Linked DNA regions of Ovis aries: region 2 is linked to region 1. Evidence: chromatin contacts called from public Hi-C data. All regions are on one chromosome and are shown on one strand. Each heading gives the region's core, a stretch centred on a gene start, on an enhancer-like site or on the middle of the called end of the contact. The rest is flanking DNA. Distances are from core to core; before and after follow the strand shown.

The links. A called contact is a pair of places that touch in the nucleus more often than the background predicts.
Region 2: a Hi-C map of liver shows a contact between it and region 1, with 4 times the contacts expected there. The contact joins two enhancer-like sites. A contact is called at or near these places in 2 of 16 Hi-C or Micro-C datasets (hypothalamus and liver).

What each region holds. Positions count from the first base shown.
Region 1 is chr21:46,457,260-46,462,458 of ARS-UI_Ramb_v3.0, reverse strand. It overlaps BRSK2 (BR serine/threonine kinase 2), which reads left to right. Exons shown (of 21, transcript XR_006057420.2): 13 at 2,759-2,819; 14 at 3,487-3,694; 15 at 4,055-4,103. Among named protein-coding and RNA genes, the nearest start is that of BRSK2, 38 kb to the left of the region's middle. Within about 2 kb of position 2,033, at least 1 of the 54 cell types and tissues checked has an H3K27ac peak or open chromatin away from gene starts, as enhancers often do. A contact at or near this core is called in liver, where this site is marked.
Region 2 is chr21:46,626,467-46,631,665 of ARS-UI_Ramb_v3.0, reverse strand. No RefSeq gene overlaps it. Among named protein-coding and RNA genes, the nearest start is that of MUC5B, 16 kb to the right of the region's middle. Within about 2 kb of position 2,280, at least 1 of the 54 cell types and tissues checked has an H3K27ac peak or open chromatin away from gene starts, as enhancers often do. A contact at or near this core is called in liver, where this site is marked.

The DNA.
Region 1 (5,199 bases), core at 784-3,283:
CTGCAGAGCCTCTGCTGTTCCCGGGATGCTGGGCGAGACCAAGCCTCCCTGCCCAGGCAGGGCCTTCAGCCCTCAGGGAGACCCTGGGGCGGAGGCTCCGCGGGAGGTGTCACCGCTGGAGCCCCGGCCACACCAGTCAGCTGGGTGCTCGGCTCTGGGGCCAGCCGGGCCTCTGAGGAACTGCAGGCTGTGGGCCACCGTCAGGATTAAATGGGTCACCGACCCACCGGCCACGGCCCCCACCCCCGGCAGTCCCAGCCCCCACCCTCTGGGGTCCCAGCCTCTGGGGCCCTCTCCAGGTCTGCCAGCCACCGCGGTCCACCGCCCTCGCGTCCTGCCCTGGGGTGGGGGGCGGGGAGGAGCAAGAGGAAGGTCCTGCTTGTCGGGGCGCCTCTCCTGGAGGCGTCGTCCTTTCCGAGCCTTGCACTGGCTTCCCGCTCCACAGCTGCGGGCAGGCTGGGGGCTCGCCAGCCTCCCCCCGCCCTGCACACCCCACCTTTGGCCGTCCTGGCTTCCGCTCTGCCTTTCAGGCCCGAGTGCCTCAGGGGCGGCGGGGGGCTGGGGCGGGGTCAGGGGTCACCCATCCCAGGGGTCACTCACTGGAAAGCCGACCCTCCTCGCCCTCCGCACTTACTGCTCCATCTCAGAGGCTGCTCCTCCCTGGCTTGGCCCCTTGTCGAGGCGACAGGCCACCCCCCTGGGGTGGCGCCAGGTGTCCCCCGGGGCCGCTCTGCCCATCAGGCCGCCGGCTGTGCCACCCCTGCCCGACCGGCCCTCCTGTGCGCCTGGCCTCGGCCGGCGGGCTGTGCCCAACTCGGAGGTGTGGAGGGCCGGCCTCCTGGGCCACCTGGCGGGGCCGCGGCAGTAATTCTGTTTTCTCACTTTGTTCCCGCTGTAGTAAAGCAATGTTCAGTAAAAGCCTGGATATCGCTGAAGCCCACCCCCAATTCAGCAAAGAAGACAGGTATACACCCTGCCCCCCATCCCCCGCCCCAGCCCCACAGACAGCGGCGGGCCTGGGGGCAGGGCTGGGCCTCGGGTGGCCTCCCCCATCTGGCGAGGGAGACTTCCCGTGAGCCGGGGGGAGGGCTGGTCAGCTGAGGCTGACGCCCAGGAGGAGGAACGCGGCCCCCCAGGAGTGCCAGGAGACCCGGGCTCTGCCCGCCCCGGGCCCTGGGCTGCCCTCGGCTGTGGTCAGTGGGCCTCTGGGCCTGTTCAGCTCCCCTTCCCCGCTCCACACTGGCCTGTGTCCGGGGGCCGCCCGGCTGTCCACACGGACCAGAGTGGAGGTGCTCGCCCTGGGCGCCGCAGGCTCCCCAGGAAGGGGCAGGGGCTGTGCGGGTCCCAGGAGGTCCTGCACCCCGCCTGCAGGGCCCGCTGCCCGGCAGCGCCCGTGGCGGGGCCTCGCTTGGCCCGGGGCCCCTGGCTCCCCCTCCGTGCCCCCTCCCACCCCGGCTGCTCTGCGCTGGCGTGTCCTTCCCGCAACTCAGCTTCCAGGGTTAGACAGCAGGGCGTGGAAGCGGCCCCAACAGTCTGCTGCTGCTTCTCTGCTTCCTTCGTGCCGAGCGGCAAGCTCGCAGCTGCTGCCCCTGCCTGCCGCGGTGCGGGGCAGGCCCCCGCTGGGCCCGCCAGCCCGTGTCCCGTTCTCATGGCTGAGGGCTGAGGGCCCTGCCCGGCAGATACAAGTGGACTGGGCTGGGGCTGCTGAGGGCGAGGCACCGGCTCCGTGGCTGCGTCAGGTGGGGTGGGGGTCAGAGGGTCGTCGCCGGGGGGCTCCAGCCCACGGGTGCTGGGGGCCTGGCCAGCGGGGGCCCGGCTCCTCCCCGAGGCCCAGGAGCTGGCCGCGGCGTGGGCAGTGTGGCCGGGCGGGCGGTGTGGCTGCCCTTCACGCTGTTCTGTCCTCTTCTCTCCTGTGGCTGCCTCGACCCCTCCGGTTTCCTTCCTCTAAGGATGGCCGGTGCCGGCGCCCAGGGGTGAGCGGTGTCTCCTTTCCCTCGAGGCCACGTGGGTGGTGGAGCAAGGCCCTGCAGGCCCAGCCCCGCCCCAGAGGCGTCCGGTTCCTGCCCCAAGGGGGCAGCGGCCTCAGTGGTTTCCACCGGGCAAGCTGGCCAGTGACCTCTCTGCAGCCATGCCCAGGCCAAGTCTGCAGGCCACACGGAGGCAGGGTGGACAGAGTCCACATCCCTGCTGATGGCCGTCACAGGCGCCGTGCAGGCGGCGGGGGGGGGGGGTGGCTCTGAGCCATACAGGTGGACCGTGGGCATGGAGGCGCTAGGCTGGTGCCCAGGCGCCAGGGGTGAGGCGCTCGGTGGAGTGCAGGACTCTGGGTCTTCGACAGCTCAGCCTGGAAGCTCAGCTGGGCTCGGGTCAGTGGGTGTGGAGAGGGGCCCCCGGGAGCCTTGCCTCCCCTGTCCCTCTGCTCACCAGGCTCGAGAGCATTGCTGAGGGCCCTTCTCTGCCCTCTGGGCCTGGGGCTTTGGGCCTTGGACATGAGGCAGCTTCTGCGTGGGGGGAAGAGGAGCCCCCAGGCCGCCAGCTGCACCATGGGGCTCCAGTGGCCCCCAGGGGCCCGGGCCCTCCTGGGCCTGGTGCAAAGTGGGGGGGGCGGCAGGCCTGCCCTGGGCACTGCCAGGCCTGCGCTGGGCACTGCCAGGCCTGCGCTGGGCCGGGGCCACTGCGGGGCTCTCTGCAGGCCCACCCGAGGGGGGAGGCGCCGGGAGCCCCCGGTCTGAGCCACCCTGCGCGCCCGTGTTCCCAGGTCCAGGTCCATCAGCGGCGCCTCCTCGGGCCTGTCCACCAGCCCGCTCAGCAGCCCCCGGGTGAGTGACCCCGCCCCCCAGGGCGCCCCCCCAGGGCAGGGGGTGGCTGGGCGGACCCCACCCCACCTGCTGCTCGGGGGCTCCGGCTGCTGTCGCTAACGGCACGTTTTCTGTTTTGTTCCCTCGTGTGTCGTTTCCTTTTGTGGCGAACGCTCCCCCCACCCGCCTGTCCCCACTCCTGCCTTGGGGTCCTCCTGGGGTTGTGTGTGCTTGCGGGGGCGGGGCATGCGGGGGGCGGGGCATGCGCTGGGCTCTGGGGCCCCCCTGTTCTCCCCTGCGACTCCCGCCTGCACTGTAGCCTATTAGAAAGTTCATCCTGCCTCCCCCGCCCCCCGAGCTCCCCTTTGTGGCCTGCCCCCCGGCCACCTCCACGGAGCCTGAAGCTTGTCGGAGCGCCTCCCGGCCCGGACACCTCCTCCCTCCACAGGCCGCCCCGCGGCCCAACCCCAAGACCCAGACCTTGCCGAGCAAGGCCAAGCTGACCGACAAGCCACTGCAGGGCACCAAGTCCAACCCACTCCCGGCAGGCACCCAGGCCCAGCCCCTTGTCCCAGGGGGCCTCAGCCCCCAGCCGGCCCTGCCCCCGGGCCCACCCGCCTTGCCGTCGCCTGCCCAGCTCCCACCCCCTGGGACTGAACCGAACACCAAATCTGTCCCCATCATACAGGTGACCCCTCACCCCTCTCCGAGGGGCAGTCCCCTCCCTACCCCCAAGGGGACGCCTGTGCACACACCCAAGGAGAGCCCGGCTGGCACGCCCAACCCCACGCCGCCATCCAGCCCCAGCGTGGGAGGGGTGCCCTGGAGGACGCGGCTCAACTCCATCAAGAACAGTTTCCTGGGGTCGCCCCGCTTCCACCGCCGGAAACTGCAAGGTGAGAGTGGCCAGACACAGCAGAGGGGCTGGGGGGCCGCCAGCTCGGGAGAGGGGGCAGTGGGGCGGAGCTTGGGAGAGCAGGTGGGCGGGGCTCGGGCGGGGGCGGGGCTCGGGAGGGGGGCGGGGGGAGCTTGGGAGAGCTGGGGGCGGGGGCCCTGGCCAGCCGGGTACACCAGCCGCAGCGTGTCAACGGGCAGGGCGTGGGGGGCGTGGCCACCTCCCCAGCAGGGCCCTTTGGAGGCCAGAGAAGGCAGACTGGTTTCAGCACCAGGAGGCCGGACAGCTCGCTGTGCCCGCGGCCCTGCTGGGCGTGGGGCGGGGCGGTCATCGTGCTCTCTCCCTGTCCTTCCGCATGCAGTTCCGACGCCCGAGGAGATGTCCAACCTGACCCCGGAGTCGTCCCCAGAGTAAGTGGCCCTGCTCAAGCTCGAGTATGTGCTGCTGGCTCCTTCCCGCTGCCTGGACGTGGAGTGTGTGGGCATCCGGGATGGACCCTGGGTGTCAGGCCAGGGTCACTAGGGTGCTGAGGCCGCCTGCGACTTCACCTTGAGTGCCAGGGTCGGTGCGAGGCCGGGGCAGCGACGCAGCCTTGCCCAGGTCTGCTCCGAAGCCGCAGCTCAGGGTGGCAGGGACAGCACAGCTGCGCCTCAGAGTGACCGTCGGCTCCTGCTGTGAGCCATGGGCTCTACGCAGGGAAGCTGGCTGGCCCCAAGCCCCTGGCCAGCTGTGAGATGCCTGTAGGAGGGGCCTCCGCCCACCGTCCCACGAGAGGCGGAAGCGCGGCCTTCAGGCAACAGGCAGGCAGTGCTGCGCTGGATGTCTGGACGCAAGTCCCCGTGTCTGGGGCCCAGACCCCCGAGAGGTCCCAGCCTCTTCTCCCTTCAGCGTGTGAATGAGACCTGGGGGGTGGCCGTGGGCAGGCTCGCTGTGACCTCACTGCAGGAGAAGCTCCGTTACCACAGCGTCGAGACCCCGCGTGGGCCTGTGGACATAGCGCCAGGGTGGAGCTGGAGGGCCGCCAGCCCTAGGTGCAGGGCCTCGGGGTCTCTGGGACCCCCCGTTGGTGTCCCTTCAGTCAGGATTTCCTGCCATCATCAGAAGCTCTGGCAACCACGTTTGTAACTTAACTGTTAGGTTTTCTAGAAAAGCTTTAAAAAAAAAAAGCCTACCCAGAGCAGCGGACAGCACCGCTCAGGCGGCCCGCAGCCTCGCGCCCACTCTCGAGTCCTGGAGGCCTGGTCCCCACACAAGGGCCCTGGCTGGCACCCGCCCCCCACTCAGTGGGTATGGCCGATGAGGGAGCCGACGGGTTGCCCTAGGGCAGGGGCGTCCCCGGCACCCGCTCCTCGTGAGGCTGTGGTCGTGGGCCCGGAGACATCCCCTCCACGTGGTCGCAGCCTCAGTCCGTCGTGTGCGTGTGGCGTTCACACCCGGCCTGCATGATGGCCCAGACTCTCAGCTCCTCGGGCAGACGTCAGGCCGGCGCCTCGTCTTGGGCCGCAA
Region 2 (5,199 bases), core at 1,031-3,530, 170 kb before region 1:
ACAGTAACTCCCTTCACGGTGGATGGGGTGATTGACCGGGGATCACTGTGGACAGGGTGGCTGACCCGGGCCACTGTGGACGGGGTGGCTGACCCGGGCCACTGGGTGATTGACCGGGGATCACTGTGGACGGGGTGACTGACCCGGGCCACTGGGTGATTGACCGGGGATCACCGTGGACGGGGTGGCTGACCCGGGTCACCGTGGACGGGGTGACTGACCTGGGTCACTGTCTGCCTTGGTGGCTGTCTCATGGTTCATAGAACTCACCTCAAGGCGCCCACCAGGGTTTTATTTCTTTGCAGAATAGAATGGCAACAGAACGTCAGCATGTTACCATTGTCCCCTGGGTCCTGGCTTCTGGAGGAAAACGTGTCCATGGCTGAGGTAGGGCCACGTGAGGATGGACAGAGGGACACGGGAGCCGCCTGGGCTGCCAGCATACCAGCCCAGAACTGCAACGTGGCAGGAGTGACTGGAGTGTTCCAGCCAGGAGCCCAGGGGCTTTGTGTGGTCAGCCTGGGATCCAGGGCCCCCCCAGCACCCACCCCCAGGGCCCACGCTGCCCAGCAGGGGTCTGCCCAGGCACAGCGGGCAGGAGAGCGCCCAGGGCAGGTCAGAGCTGACGCGGCCGGACGTGGACTGCAGTAGCCTGGGTGTTGCCCCCACACCCCGCGGGGCCCGGGGACTCGATGCCCCACTCCCCAGGTGCCAGGCCCTGAGGGCGCCCAGCACCCAGGATGGGCTCAGGGCCACCCCGCCCTGCAGTGCCACAGCCCCACCCCACGCAGCGAGGAGCAGGGGCACCCTTGGGGGCACGGCCATCAACAGGTGCCGCCCACTTCAGGAGACCCTTCCGCATGGCGACTTGGCCACCAGAGGCCGGGGCTACAAGCCCCCGGGGGTGTGAGGCAGCCCCTCCCCCACCCCACCCTGGCCCCTCCCGCCCGGCTTTCTCCAGGGAAGCCAAGCCGGGGGCCACCAGTGTCCACAGAGCCGGCGGCCCCCGGCAGCCTGGGCATCTGGAGACTGTTCCCCAGGTGAGAGGGTGGCCTGGGCCTCGTGGGCTCAGCCTCAGCCTCACAGACTCCACGCTGAGCCCTCGGTGGAGGGCCTTCCCGTCCTGTCTCCAGACCTGCTCTTTCCTGGACCCCCTCCTGGCCCTTAGCCTCCAGGACCAGAAAGTGGGCCCGGCCTCCTGCCTGGGGTGGGGTCTCCGCTTCCTGTTCTCCGCCAACGGCCGAGCCTCCGTGGCTCCAGGAGGGGGCTGTTCAGTGTGTGTGAAGCCAGCAGGGACCCGGTCCTGCTGAGAGCCGTGGGCGCGGGACTGCTGCCTGGGCGGACGCCACGCTCCACGGTGCTGTGCCCGGCCCAGGAAGCCCCCAGGAGCTCCCACTGGTGCCCCCTCCTGCCAGGGCTCCCACCCAGCCCCCCGCCTCCCAGGGCCCCTGCAGACAGCTGTCCTGGGGCAGCTCTGGGCATTGGGAAGCCTGTGCTTCCAGCCACAGCTGCAGGGCTGGCTCCTGCGTCTCTGCTCGGCGCACCTGGATGTGAGTGTCGCTCACACACTCTCTGGCCTGACGTGCAGACGTGGCCGACAGGCCCAGGGCGTGGCGGGGGGACCCCAGAGCCCTGGGAACCCGGGCAAGGGCTGCGCCGCTTGGTAGAAGACGCTTATCCAGAGGCCGGGCGGCCTCCCCAGGAAAGGGGTCCCGGCAGGGGCTGTGGGGGAGGGGCTCGGCCACTGCTGCCCCCCTGCTGGCCCCACCATCCTGCCAGCCCCCCTGAGCTCGAGGGGGCCCGGCAGTGCTCAGCAGATCTGCTGGGCAGGCCTGGGGGCGGACGTGGGGAGGTGGTCCAGCAGGGTCCAGCCAGGGTGCCTGAGAGGTCTCCATCTGACACCCTAGTCCAGCTCGCCCCTCAGCACCTTTCCTGGACACAGGACCCCAGCTGTGAGCCCCCCTCCTGTTACAGGACAGAGTTCAAGCTCACCAATCTCTGGGGTGTCCCCCCACTTACTGCACTGACCACATGGCAGATGGGGGAGGCTGGGGTCCTGGCGGAACATGAACACTGTATCTGGCTGGGAGGGAACCCTTCAGCCTCCCCAGGAAAGCTCAGCGGAGTGAAGTTGGGGGCCCCTGCATGTCACGGATGAGGCCCTGGCCTGTGACCCCTAGGAGGGCGAGGCCCCCAGGAGGACTGTGCCCTGCGGCCCGGCTCCCTCCACCCGGGGCCGGGACCAGACCCAGGACAGCGGTGTGCCTCCCTCACCAGTCACTGGGCACCGCTGGGCCCTGCGGCCGGGGGAGAGGGCAGCAGGCGGGGCTTGGGTGCAGACGGCTGGCCTGTGCGGCCTCAGGGAAGGCCAGGCGCCCCTGGCAGCGCTGGTGGGCGGGCAGGGGTGCTCCAGGTGGCGTGGGCTGTGCCAGGGCTCCTCTGCCAGCCTGCGGTGCTGAGTCAATACTGCGCTTCCTGGAGGCAAGAGGCACGCTGCCCACTGACACCCGGTCATCTCTGCTGGCGTCCAGGACACCCCGCCTGCCGCTGTTTGTTCTCCCTCACGCTGCCTTAATCCTGAGCAAATGTGGGCCCAGGGCCCGACCTTTCCTGCCGTCCACGTCTACCACCTCGCCCGGCCTCTGCCCTTCAGGGGGACCCCACAGCCCTCCCCAAGACCCTGGCCTGTGTGGGCTGCCGCTTCTCCAGGAGGCTTACAGGGCTGAGAAGTGGGGGAGAGGGGAGAGGGGGCCCCTCCCGCGCTCGCCTGGGGACCTGCCGCACCACGGGCCCCTGCACAGGCCGGCTCTTCCCGGGCCTTCCCTCGCTCTCCCCTGCTTCTGCCCCCTCACTTCCCCCGTCTCCCCCGGTCCTCTCCCAGCTCACCACCGGGTCCCCGCCATGTCCAGCTGCAGTGGCGCCTCCAGTGGTCTCCTTCTAGTCCATTCCTCCAAACCACCGCCAGCGTGGAGCTTTCTGGAGGACTCTGGGATACGATTTCCAGTTTACGGAGAAGTTGCAGAAACAGCGCGGCGAGCTCCGCTGCCACCAGCCCGGATTCCCCGGTGCTTGCGTTCGGCTCCCTCTGGCGAGCTGTCTGCTCCTGGGCTGTGCTGGGCCTGCCCTCCCCTCTCTCTGTGTCTACACATTTTTCTCTGCAACACTGGAGTCTGAGAAGCTATGCTCTTTCGCCCTAAAGAGACAGGTGTGTCTCCCAGAAGTAAGGCGGGGCCGGCCGTGGGCAGCACCGCCATCTGCCCTGGTCCGCGCTGCTGCGCCCGGCTCGCGCCCTGCTCTCGCGCCTTCCTCCCAGCCTGGGGTCTGACTGAGGGCCGCGTGTCACGTGAGCCCAGCCTCCTGGGTCACCTCTAACCTGGAATCTGCCCCCAGCCTTTCTCTGGGCTTCTCGACCACACCCTTCCTGAGGAGTGTGGGCTGCTTCCCGGGTGGAGCGCCCCCTCGTCTGGGTCTGCCCGTGGCCTTTCTGTGCTGAGGTTGGAGTTCGCATTCGGCAGAGTGGGGGTGTGCCCTTCCTGCTGTCCCGTATCTGGAGGCGCATGGTGTCAGTTGGACCCACTACTGGGAGCTCACTTCAGCTCAGGCGAGGCTGTCAGATTTTCCACTGGAAAGCGATTCCTCCCCACCCTTGGAATGAATATGGTCTTGTGGGAGATGCTTGGGGACCATGTAAGGTGTTAGCACCCATGACGCGTTTCTAATTGCTCCCACTCTGGGCTGGATCCTGCAGCAGGAAGACCTTCCCCTCCTCCCCCGTGTGTCCATTTCTCGTTTACTCATTTATACCAGGTTAGTCTCCCACGCTTGTGTTTTCAGAACGACTCTGTGATGGGCTTGGAATGTCCAAGATCTTGTTCTCCACAGAAAGACTGAAAAAGACGGGAGACTGTCAGGACTAACTTTGTCAGAACTCTAGAAGACAGGCAGTGGTTTACAAAAACCAAGCTAATGTCCAACCCAGAAAAGGCCATCTTCAGAAGAGTAGGGAAGTTTGTTGGCATTTTTACTCGCCCTTGCCTGTCCCCAGTGCAGGGGCAGTTTGGGGCTTAAATTGCCAACCCAGTTCCATTTCCCTCCCCCACCCCAAGGCAGAAGGAGCAGAGAAACCCATATTTGCAAACTGCTGGGGACATCTGGCAACTACGTGAAGGAATGAGGCAAGGCACCCATTTCTGTTTTGCTTAATCTGAAACCCAAGTAGCAAACGTGGCATGCACAGCTCATGAAAGCTGTGAGGTGGCTATAGACCCACAGACTCCTGCGGCAAGAGCCTGCAGTTCGGGAAATAAAACGGAGCATCTCCGGACTGAAGGAGCTGAAGTGTGATGCTCTGAGAAGTTAGGACTTTTGAGAGCACCCACACACATGTGGAAATTTAGAAAGACGCACTCGCGCCCAGCGAGCCTGCATCCTAGGCTTGTCCCCAGGCTCAGAGCAAGTCTACCTACGTGTCGAAGGACAGACCCAGGCTGTGAAGACTGGGGAAGCTCCTGTTGCTCAGGGAATCTCTGTCCAAACACCAGCTGAAGAACCAGAGAGCCTGTGACCGCATGCAATGAGCATCAGTCTTTATAACAGTTGTTTGGGAAAGTTTCAAAACAAATGGACCAGTACAGTCTTCAAAACGACACAAAAGAAAGAAGGAAAAGAAAAAGAATATAAAATACTGGGAAAGGGAAGAATTTGATTTCCAGGGTTACCATATGGTCAATTCTCCAATTTTCAACAACAACAAAAAAATAAAAGCCTTACAAAGAAACAAGAGAATATGGCTTATTCAAAGGAGCAAAATAAACTTACAGAAATCATCCATGAGGAGGTGATGGTATCAGTCTTACCAGACAAAGACTTTAAAACTACTGCTTTAACTATGCTCAAAAAGGGAAATTAAAACGTGGGCAGAAATAAAGGCTATCAGGAAAATGATACATGTACAGAATGAGAATATCAACAAGAAGATAGAAATTCTTTTAAAAAAGCAAGCAGAAATTCTGGAGCTGAAAAGTACAGTGGCTGAAACGGAAAATTCACCAAAGGGGCTCAGTAGCAGACTTGATCAAGCAGAAGAAAGGTTCAGTGAACTTGAAGACAGAAGAGCTGAAATGATCAAACTGAGGAGCAGGAAATAATGAAGGGAAGTGAATAGAGCTTAGGGGACTCCTGGATTATCACCAAGTGGGT